Linked DNA regions of Sus scrofa: region 1 is linked to region 2. Evidence: chromatin contacts called from public HiChIP or PLAC-seq data. All regions are on one chromosome and are shown on one strand. The core of a region is the stretch at or near the end of the contact, and the rest is flanking DNA. Distances in the headings are between cores, read along the strand shown. Region 1 overlaps LOC102159645 (a long non-coding RNA gene). Region 2 overlaps PIK3R1 (phosphatidylinositol 3-kinase regulatory subunit alpha).

Evidence for each region. HiChIP or PLAC-seq counts read pairs in DNA pulled down with a chosen protein or histone mark.
Region 1: an H3K27ac HiChIP or PLAC-seq map of alveolar macrophages shows a contact between it and region 2. The contact joins two enhancer-like sites. A contact is called at or near these places in 5 of 47 Hi-C or Micro-C datasets (heart right ventricle and liver) and 2 of 2 datasets of contacts at active chromatin or transcription factors (alveolar macrophages and skeletal muscle).

The regions. Positions count from the first base shown.
Region 1 is chr16:46,662,397-46,667,686 of Sscrofa11.1, reverse strand. The region is part of intron 4 of LOC102159645 (a long non-coding RNA gene); the gene reads left to right. Among named protein-coding and RNA genes, the nearest start is that of PIK3R1, 230 kb to the right of the region's middle. Within about 2 kb of position 2,131, at least 48 of the 83 cell types and tissues checked have an H3K27ac peak or open chromatin away from gene starts, as enhancers often do. A contact at or near this core is called in alveolar macrophages and skeletal muscle, where this site is marked.
Region 2 is chr16:46,489,243-46,494,920 of Sscrofa11.1, reverse strand. The region is part of intron 2 of PIK3R1 (phosphatidylinositol 3-kinase regulatory subunit alpha); the gene reads right to left. Among named protein-coding and RNA genes, the nearest start is that of PIK3R1, 57 kb to the right of the region's middle. Within about 2 kb of position 1,995, at least 7 of the 83 cell types and tissues checked have an H3K27ac peak or open chromatin away from gene starts, as enhancers often do. A contact at or near this core is called in alveolar macrophages and skeletal muscle, where this site is marked.

The DNA.
Region 1 (5,290 bases), core at 882-3,381, 170 kb before region 2:
AAAAGACAAAATAATAATAATAATAATAATAATAAAGCACAAGTTATTAAAAAAAAAAATTTTAAATCATCCATACAGTGTAGTTATACAAGGTTTTGGGCATACAACCCTGCCCAGTATTGTGTTTGTATAAATATGCAATATGTGTGTATGCACAATATAATTTTATAGCATTTTTAAGTATGTAAAAGAGAGCTTATATAATTGAAATCATGTAAGTTAAAGACCTATATGGTGTTTCTCTACATATGCACATATCTAAATGTGTTCCAGATTAAAAATGGAAACATCTTCTTTTTTTTTTTTTTTTGCCATGCCTGCAGCATGTGTAAGTTCCCAGGCCAGGGATCGAACCTGAGCCACAGCAATGACCTGAGCCACAGCAGTGATAACTCAGGATCCTCAACCCACTGAGCCACGAGGGACACCAAGACACCAAGCGTTATTGGTATTCATTTGACAAGGAGACTTTCAGTGTTAGTTTTCTTCATTTTATTTAATTGGTGTGATGGCCTACACTCCATAATACAAAAGGCCCAGAGCAGTGTTTTGTGAAGAATAGTCCTAAGAATTACTTACCTCAGAATGACCTGGGGAACTTGTTACCATATCAGTTCTTAGGCTGGGGATATGATTTGAAGGGCACGGATTGTTGAGAGCTTCTGAACTATAGGTTGTTCTCTCTCTTGAGAGCAATGGCTTCATTTAAGGGGCAGGTTATCCTGTCATTTCCTGGAGAGCACCGTGGAAACCATGGGCATAGCAGAAAGGTCCACCCATTCAGGGCATTGAGGGAACAGGGCAGTGGCAAGGCTACATTCATCAAGAGGGCCCCTTGCCCTATGTTGCCAGGGACCTCCCACCCAGACCAGCTACTCAGCCAAGGACATTTCGGTCTCATCCTACCCATGGGTGGGCCCTGGGGCAGCCTGGCCCTGGAAGAATGGAGACAATCTCTCCAAGGATTCCTTAATCCTCTGCCGTTTCCAGTTCACCCTGTAGGTACAGCAGGCTGACCAAGACACCCCTGAGAACACAGGCTACAAAAAGACATCTCAATGACTCAAGACTTAAATCACTATCCTTGTCATTTAGCACAAAATAAAATCATATTGGGAGGGAGCGGGGCCTGTGTCAAAGTCCAAATATGACAGAGAAAGCTGTGTGGTATTAGGCAGATAGTTCTATCTCTCTGAGGACAGAACATCCACAAAAAAGGATACTGAAAGAATTGGCCTCTTAGAATTCCTGTAAGAATTACATGTGACAGTGTGTACCAAGTTTTTTTAAAAATGCAATTGAGGTATAGTTGATTTACAAGGTTGTGTTAATTTCTGCTGTACAGCAAAGTGACTCAGTCGTGCATATGTATTTTTTTCTTTTCCATTATGGTTTATCCTAGGGTATTGAATATAGTTCCCTGTGCTGGATGGTAGGACCTTGCTGTTTATCCCATATATAATAGTTTGCTTCTGCTAATCCCGAACTCCCAATCCATACACAGTTGGGCATAGGCTGTGTTGAGTCGGTGCTCAGTAAACAGGGCCACTGCTAGCAAGTAGGCTGTCTTTATGTGAATTACAAATAAAGCTGTCCTCCTTTGGGTAGACACATTAGAAAATACCCCCTTTCCTCTGGACTGATTCTGGCTGGTACCCTGGCTCTCATTTTGGTGGGCAGAGTACCCCCTCACTGGCCACACTTCAGCTCATTACAGCCCATAAAACTGAGACTGATCCTATTAGCTATAGTGATTCCACGTGAGGGAGGTAATGAGCTTGACCCAGGATTCTCCTGGCAGGCTTTGCAGATGCCTGCTGTGTCCACGCGGAATGGGGATGCTGCGTCTCCCTTCGCAGAATAGCAGAAGCTCATCTTGATACATTTCAGCGAGAACAAAGGCAGGAGGACAGCTGAATTTCTTGCTCTGAGCTTGGTACCAGCTGATCATGCTTCCTGTTTCTCTGAGATCTTCTCTGACGGAGGCGACTTGCTCTTTCAAATTTGGTCGTTGCCCTCTAGCTTTCCTGTGTGAGTCAGCGCGGCTGCCCTAGTGCCCCCTGCTCCCTCCCGAGTCAGTGTCTGCAGTCGCCCTGTCCGGCCTCCCCAGGTAAATCCCCCTCCACGCTGGGGTGAGTGTCCCCGCCCACGTCGCTGCCGGGGTACGTGCGCCCTGGGACGTGAGTCACAGTGCCGTCCTCCTCAGCTGCAACTATTATTGGAATGCCTGGGCACGCAGAGCACGCTCCCTTCCCGGATTTCACAGTCCTGTGCTTGGGATCTGCAAATCTCACTGCGCAGCCTGAGGTTCCACTTGGGTGATCACAAGCTGATTTGTGCTCACGTCGGAAAGTTTCTAAGAAAGGTCTCATTAGGCCAGGCATGACGCACCCTCCCACCAGCATCCACTGTGTGTCTCCAGCATGTGCCTAGCAGTATGCCTGCCTTTTTAGGTAGCTCAAAAGAAACCGCTCTGGAGTTCCACATGATATTTAGAGAAGGGCGCAGTAAAGTGAAAAGCAAAAATGAGCTAGAGAGGGGGCAGGAGAGATCTTTTTGGACAGAAGCACGTGGAGAGTTCAACCTGGGAGGGGACGAGGGATGGGGAGAAGACCACCAGGAACAGGACCTTGAGGGGAGAACCAGTGATGTGAGATGCTTGGACAGAAATGCACAGTAGAGAAGGCATTATGCTTATTTATATAAACCTAAATATTGAGCTATTGAGAAATTGGAAGCTTCTTCTCTGTGGCAGGATGGTAATATTTACTATTGCCAGACAGTGTACCTGCCACAGATACAATTCCTGTCTCCATTTTACAGATGAGTAAACTGAGGGGCAAGAAGATGAAGCCCTGAGCTCAAGGTTATGTTGCCAGCAGGTGAAGTGCACACAGGAGCAGTCTTTAAGCATTAACCTCTGTGGCTCAGGGTAAGAATAGATATTTTTTTTCCAGGTGGATATTTGAAAGCAGGCAGGGGAGATGCCTTCAATTTGTTAATTATTCTATGAAATCTGATAAGAGCCCACCTCTTGTATGCTAAATCTTGATTTATGCCCAGCTGGCAGGGATCTCAGGAAAGTTCTGGTGCTCTTTATAGGCTGGATAATCTTAGAGACAGATCATAGGTCTTGAGGTCAGTTGTCCAGTTGAGTCAGTTGAGTTCCATGTTGGTCTTGCACTGACTGAGTTCCTTACAGAGAGAGAGAGACAGAGAGAGACAGAGCAGTTAGCTTCCTCATTTTCCCTATGTGACAAAAAAAAAACAAAAACAAAACAAACAAACCAAAAACATGAGCATGACAAAAAAGAAACAAAAATTAATATCTTTGGATAGAGCATTTTCAGATCCTAAGAAATAAAACCAAAAAGGACAAAAAAGCTTTGGGGGCAACACAGAGGAGGATCCAGGAAGAGGTTGCAGGTGGTTCTGTAGGGTACCAGTAGGCGTGCAGAAAGAAAACAGGAGAGGGATGAGAAATTCCTCTTCAAGCTGCAAATGCACACAGCATCCCAGGATGCCTGGGAGCTGCCTCTGTCACTTCTTTCCCCTGGTAGCAATGGACTCACTTCACTTGGCAAGATGGTGCTGGTACAGGCACTTCCATAAATAAAGGCCAGTGGGTCTTAGCCTCTTCCTAGCTGCCAATCTCATTCTGAGTTTCTCTCCTTGCCCCCAGAGGGGCTGCCTTATAAAGTGAAGAGAAACACCTGCTCTCTTCCTTCAGCTTGATTGCAGCTATTCAAATTAACATGAAGGAAGAGGCTGAAGTTTTCCCCTCATAAGCTGAGCCAATGTGGAGTTTGGGATTGGCAGGGAAGTAGAGCCATGGGGCTCCTTTTTATTCTTTGATCTGAAAGGGAAAACTTACACTTCTGCAGTTAGGACAAACTGAGGGAGACTGGAAGTTTCCTTGAAGGACAGCTAACCAGAAACCAGGTCACTGAGTTTTTTCCCACCTCCTCTCAGAGGTGTCCTAGGATGTGCATCTCAGTATCCACCTGGTCCCCCTCCCCTGTCCAGCAAGACCCTGGCACAAAGAATGAAAGGGGTCTGTCTGAAATTAAGATAATTGTATTGGACACTTACAGAACACGTATGACACCTGGAATATTCTCATTATAATTCTCTCAGTCTCTTTGAGAGAGGTCCTATTACCATCCCCATTTTTTCAGGTAAGAAAACTGAGGCACTGAAAAGCCTTTGAAATCTGATTTAAAATCTGCTCTTTTACACTATTTATAATAGCTAAAACATGGAAACAACCTATATGTCCATCTACAGATGAATGGATAAAGAAGATGTGGTACATATACACAGTGGAATATTACTCAGCCATAAAAATGAAATAATGCCATCTGTAGCAACATGGGTGGACTAGAGATTAACATACTAAGTGAAGTTAGTGGAAGACAAACATCATATGATATTGCTTATCAATGGAATCTAAAATATGACACAAATGAACTTATCTACAAAACAGAAACAGACTCACATAAAGAACAGACTTATGGTTGCCAAGGAGGTGGGAAGGGGAGGGATGAATTGAGAGTTTGAGATTAAACAGATTCAAACTATTATATGTAGAATGGATAAAAAAAGGGGCCTTACTGCATAGCACAGGAAACTATATTCAATATCCTGTGATAAACCATAATGGAAAAGAATATGACAAAGAATATATATGTTTATATATATATATACACACTATATATATAGTGTGTGTGTATAACTGAATCACTTTTCTATGCAGCAGAAATGAACGCATTATAAATCAACTATACCTCCATAAAATAATTTTAAACCTACTTTTAGTACACTTAAAACTGTCATAATATTGTACATCAACTACATTTCAATTAAAAATATTAATAAATAAAAGCTGCTGCTTTAGTGGACCTGTAATGAATAGACATCTTCAGTGATTACAGTAAATTGTTTTTAACTGAAATAAAGCAATGCAATTGATAATAATATCCAAACAATCAGCTCTAGTGGGATGAAGACTAGAAGATATGTGAAGTTTCCCACGAGGGTGTGTGTGTGTGTGATAATGATGAAGAAAGGCAAGAGTCCAAAGGAAGCGTTCATTTTTAAGGCATTTGGTTGAGCTCTTTTGTGGCTGAGAGATGTTGCATTAAAACTGCTTAACTGGAAGAAAAGGCATTTCAAACCACTAGTAACACTAAAAACCACCAAACTGTTTTTGCCAAAGCAGTATCCCCAGATAACTGTGCTAAAAGTCATGCCAAAAGTAGGGACACCCCTGGAGCAGAGTCTGTTGTTT
Region 2 (5,678 bases), core at 746-3,245:
AGACACAGGGTCACTTGGGCCTCCTTCTGTGCTCTTGCCCCAAGTCCCACAAATGTGGGGGTGAGCTTACTATCAGAGACAAAGCCAGTACAAATGACCCCCCCGCCACTTGACATTCAATGGAGTGCTTGTGCATGTGCTGTAGAAAAGCCTTTATCTGCTTACGTATGTTTTGGTCAGTTACCATCTTAAGAAATGTAATGCCTTCGTAAACTGTTTTTCCATGCTTTACCTACATGTTTTACCCAACGATACAAAAGAAATAAAATCCAATTGGATGACACAAATAATGTCCTTCAACCTTACACTGGTAACTGTATCTTTACTCCACAAATACATGAAACCATCTTAAGTAAAAATATTTTTCTCATAATATACCAGAAGAGGGAGCTAAATAGACTCATGTCAAATTCCTCAAACTGCAGAATATGAGTAAATGAGTAAATGAAAATAGCTACATGTGTAGTCTGTTTATCAGCCATCAATAAACTTTTAGACACTTAAGGTTCATAAAGGTATGTACTTTTATCTAGGAATAGTTTATATAATCTAAGAAAAACTGAATACTGACAACGTCATCTCAATGAGATCTTAGTGGTGTGATTCTTTATTATAAGCCACGTACCAGGTTAATAAGCAAATGTCTAATGAAGCCCATCTTTCTAGTACTGAGTCAGCATGGGAAAAGAACAGATTCACAAGACAAGAGTAAAGTCAGCTTATGTTGTTAAATTTTAACCTCATTTCTGTCATTTTGAAAACCCAAACCCTAGACTCTAAGACCCCTTTAGGTTGCAGTATTCCCTGAGATAGACTATAATGTGATCTTGCCACCTAACTCTATTAGCCATTCTAACTGCCCACGATAAAAGGAGAAGAGCTATGTTACGGAAGGAAATCGTAGAGCAGCACCCTCCCATAAAACCTGCTGTGATGATGGAATGTTCTATTAGTTGTGCCACCCAACAGGTGCTGCTGAGCACTTGAAAGTGGAGCTACTGCAAAGGAGGAAGTGAATTTTTTAATACTTACTGATTTAAAGTGAAATAGGTCTATCTGGCTGGTGACCACGGTATTGAAGAAGCCTATAATCTGAGCCAGGGCAAATTTTGCCAACAGTAGCTAAAAGATTCCCAAGTTGACTTTGTGCTACAAAGAGCCCATGATAAAGCTGTCCCCGAGAACAAGGAACCAGACATGGGCTTCAGCACCTGAACTCAGGGCATACAAAGGTTATCACTCAGTTTCCTGGGCCACTTTGTCCCATGGCAACAGCACTCAAACACATTTTACAAAGGCATAAAGGCAGGACAGATATGCCGCTAGATGCCATAATGATGGTCACGATGAGGAGAGCTGAGTGGGAACATCACCGCACCCGTGTTTTTCCCCCGCCTGCCTGCACCAATGGATCACGGGGAGAACCTGTGGAAGACAGATGCCTGGGTACGACCACAAACTCCCTGAATCAGGAGAGCCAGGAAGGGAACCAGCAATCTGTTTTGGGTTAACAGTACATTTTAGGACATGCTATTAGGAGAAGCAAATCCATCTGGGTAACCCTCACCCCCTGCCTGACAAAAATCCAGCAATAACTTCGGCCAAAATCTATAAAAATATGAGGATACCTGAAAAAGTGCTAGAAACACCAATACCTTGCAAGGTTTGTAGTCTTGAGCATTGAAAGCACGGTTAAGATTTAAAACAAGAAATACTAGAAAATGAAAGAGCACAACATTTCATTTCCTCTGACAAATGATCAACTACTTCCCTTTGCCTGAGCTGATCAGCTCACAAAAACCTCCTCCCCCGTAAATGCTTTCTACACTGTGCAAAATATCATCCCAGCAGCATAAGGTGACAGAAGGAAAACATAAAGGTAGGGACATGTTACTAATGGGGGCTCACTGTAGTGTTTCTCCATGGTCCTCTCAAACTTACAGAGCTCACAGCACATGCCAAGGTCCAGAAAGCTAAAAGCTAAACAGCAAACACAGGAACCCACAAATCCACACAACACTCGTCCAACCAACATGCCTAGTTCCTCCTTCCTGTTCTTCATAAATTACACAGGCATTTTTTTTTTTAATAAAGTTGGCAACTGAAAATGGAATTACTTAATCAAGGTTTATCGCCTTGTAGAATCTTATCAACACAATCATTTCTGCAGGCAAATATGGAAGTTAAGTGATAATTAGAGATTTCACTTAACAGTGATTGAAATATGCATCTGACAGTTGTTCTATTACTGGGTTGGCAAATACTACATATAAAGTTGTTTCTACTGCTCTTATTTCTTCACTTCAGCTTGAAGAAGGTGGGGGTGGGGGGCACACTACCTTATTTCCTTAGCCTTTCAATGTGTCTCTGGCAAATATGGTAGTTACCTTTCCATATCCTGAGCTGCAAAATACCACTGGTTTTACTCATTCAAATGCTACATGAAGTTTCTAAAAAGCATTGTGATGGCGACCAGGTCCTTGCAACAACACCTCACAAAGTGCACCCTGGAATATTTTAATAAGAAAAAACTAGACCATATAGTGTGGAGTACAGGTACTCCTTTTGTACTATATTGACTGAACATATCACTGAATTTTTAATATTGAAGAAAGTATATTACCCAAGTAGAGAAATCCATCCTACCTGATCAAAGTTTTGCCATGGGAATGTTAAAAGGTAAATTTTACAAAGAGAGAAGACTTTTTAAAGTAACAATTCAAGGATTTCCTATTCTCTAGCACAATATCTATGATTCAATCCATTTCCCCTTTAAAATGTTTAAACATAGGGAATGAGGAAGCACTACACAAGAAGCCTTTAAAGTTCACATTTTCCACTTTGGGCACCAGGATCAATTAGCAGCGAAAGTCGAAAATGCCGTTCTAAAGCAAAATACTAATTATTTCAACAACCCTAAAATCCACCATTCCTTTAATTTTATCAAATATACAAGGTCAATATTTACATTTCTGTTAGATCCCACCTTAGGAAATTCCAACAGGAAATGACAGTTGCTAGGAAGTACCAAATTTGGCAAGTTGTCCTCTGAAAAGTCCATGATAAAGTACCATATCACACAGTTCAATAAACTAAAATGTGATATAACTAAATATGCATATTTAAATATACAGAGATTATATATGGCGACTATCAAACAAAACACAAATTACCAGAGCATGATTCTCATCAAGTTGACACATCAATTCTCACTTGATTTCGCCTTCCAGACAGACTTTTACACCTGAATGAAGAATTTTTTTTTTTTTTTTTAAATCTGGCTGTAGCCAGTGTGTATGTCTGGATAGCCAAGTCTACTCTTAAAACTCTGGGTGAATTTTCAACTCCCCTACTTCAGTCCAACATCAGTTTTTCATTTGGGGAATCATTTTTCATCAGAAGAAATCTGTATCGCTTAAGGAGAAAGAAGACAAGAAGAGCAGAAGGCTCTAAAAGCGGTGGTGAAGCCAAGACATGTATTATTTCAAAGGAAAAGGGGAATTGGTCCTTAACAAGGACACCAGTGAACGAGGTGTCCCAGGTTGCAGAAGAAATTTTTGATGACACATCAGAGCTGCATTTTCCACTAGGTCTCCCCACTCCGCTCTCCCCTCCCCACTTGCCCTGGTGACAACCAATCACATGGAACAGAAGAGCCCTTCTCTCCCAACTTAGGCCCTTCCCATACCACTAACACGGACAGGCCTGAACAGTCCTTGGGCACCAGTGGCGTGTGGGAGACAGTGGCATTCCTCACGGTAAACGGTGCCAACACCGCTACAAAGTGCAAGATGAAACCAGCACACAGCTGCACCTTTTGGAGCCTTCTCCATTAAAAAAAAAAAAAAAAAAAAAAAAAAGATATTTTAGAGTTACTGCCTGGCACGGATGAATGGAAAATTTAAGCTGAAATTCTGGACTCCAGAGACTGCCCAAGCCAAGTATTTCATTACTGATGGAAGGAGCTTGGAAGTACATAAAAAACTGCCACTTACCTTTTAAAATGTAACACAAATACACAGAAAGTATATGCAAAGTGTGGATCAATATTAAATTAAGATGCTTGTCTTTTAACTGTTGCTCAATCAAAACTTTACTCCTGTCTGACACAATCTCCCTCATTCTTTCAAATGAAAAAAATGTACATTCTGGTGGGCAAAAATCTAAAAAAACCCCAAATACTTTCCTTAAATACACCTTATAAGCACGTTCATACTTTATGCCTATATGGCTAATATCTTGAACGTTTAAACTTCTCAAGTTCTATGGGCAAAGCCATAACGAATGCTGGCTAAGATAATGCATCTAAAAACCGCAAACAAAACAATTCTGAGTTCCTTCATTTTGGACCACACCTGTTTAATCAGTAGTGGATAAATTATTAAAACTGTTAGGTTTAAAGCCAAAGACAGCTGGGTTTTAATCTTGGTTTTGCCACTTAGGGTATGCTAATTAACTTGAACCTCGGTTTCTTCATCTGTGACATGAGAATAATTTTAAGTATAACAAGGACTAAATGAGTGATATATAGACAAACATGGGTAAGCAGAGTGCCTAGCATGTAGCAAAGCACAAACTAATGGGTAGCTGCTGTTAACTTCGAATTATTCATGCAATCTTTTTTCATTATTATTAACAGGTTTTTAAAATAGCCAATTGCACTGGCAAATTTTAAGACCAGAAACTTTTTTTCTTTTTTTTTCATTTTAGGCTGCCCTGCAACATATGGATTTGGCAGGTTAAGGATCAGATCTGAGTTGCAGCTGTGACCTACATGGCAACCTCGGCAATGCCAGATTCTTTCACCCACTATGCCAGGCCCAGGATTCAAACCTGTGTCCTGATGCTGCAGAGATGCCACTGATCCCACTTCACCACAGTGGGAACTCCCAGAAATTATTATAATTAAGAATTATAAGAATTCTCGGAACTTTTTTAAGGTGGCAAGCTGGAAGCATATTTAACAGAGTGAACATCTGCAGTTTGCCTTTCTATATATGAAAACACTCAATATCTTTTCAGAAGTTATCTAATGAGTCATACCTACATTATCACATTATTTAAAATACATTGCACTTTTCCCTGATAAGGTCTGAGTTATTATACTTCAGTTTTCTGAATATAAAGGAAAGATGAAGTTGGAATGATATGGAGCTTAGTGGGAACAAGGACTTTTCCTTTGGAGGAGGAGGAAGAAAAAAAAAAACGAAAACAAGGGCAACTGTGGAGTTCCCTTGTGGCGCAGACAATAAAGGAAGGATTGAGCATTGTCACTGCAGCTGCTTGGATCACTGCCATGGTATAGGTTTGATCTCTGGCCCAGGAACTTCCACATGCCACTGGCATGGCAATAAATAAATAAGTAAATAAAAAAGGGTGACTGGAAATGGGAGTAGAAAGAAGAGATGTGAAAGTAAATCTTCAGCCACAACTATACTGTTATCAGCGATAACTAGTTGGAAGGAATTAAAAGAGCTGTCAACAGATTTAAATAAGAAGTTTGCAAATCTTTTCAGATACTCTGAACTAATTAGGTTTTAGTAACTTTTAAGTTTTTCATCTTGCATTTATATCTCTTCTGCCCCACAGCTTAAAAACAAATGAAAGGGATCTGAGATCCTCTGCCTACTTAATTTATTTCTAGACAAGCAATACAGGAAACAAAGAGCAGGCAAAGA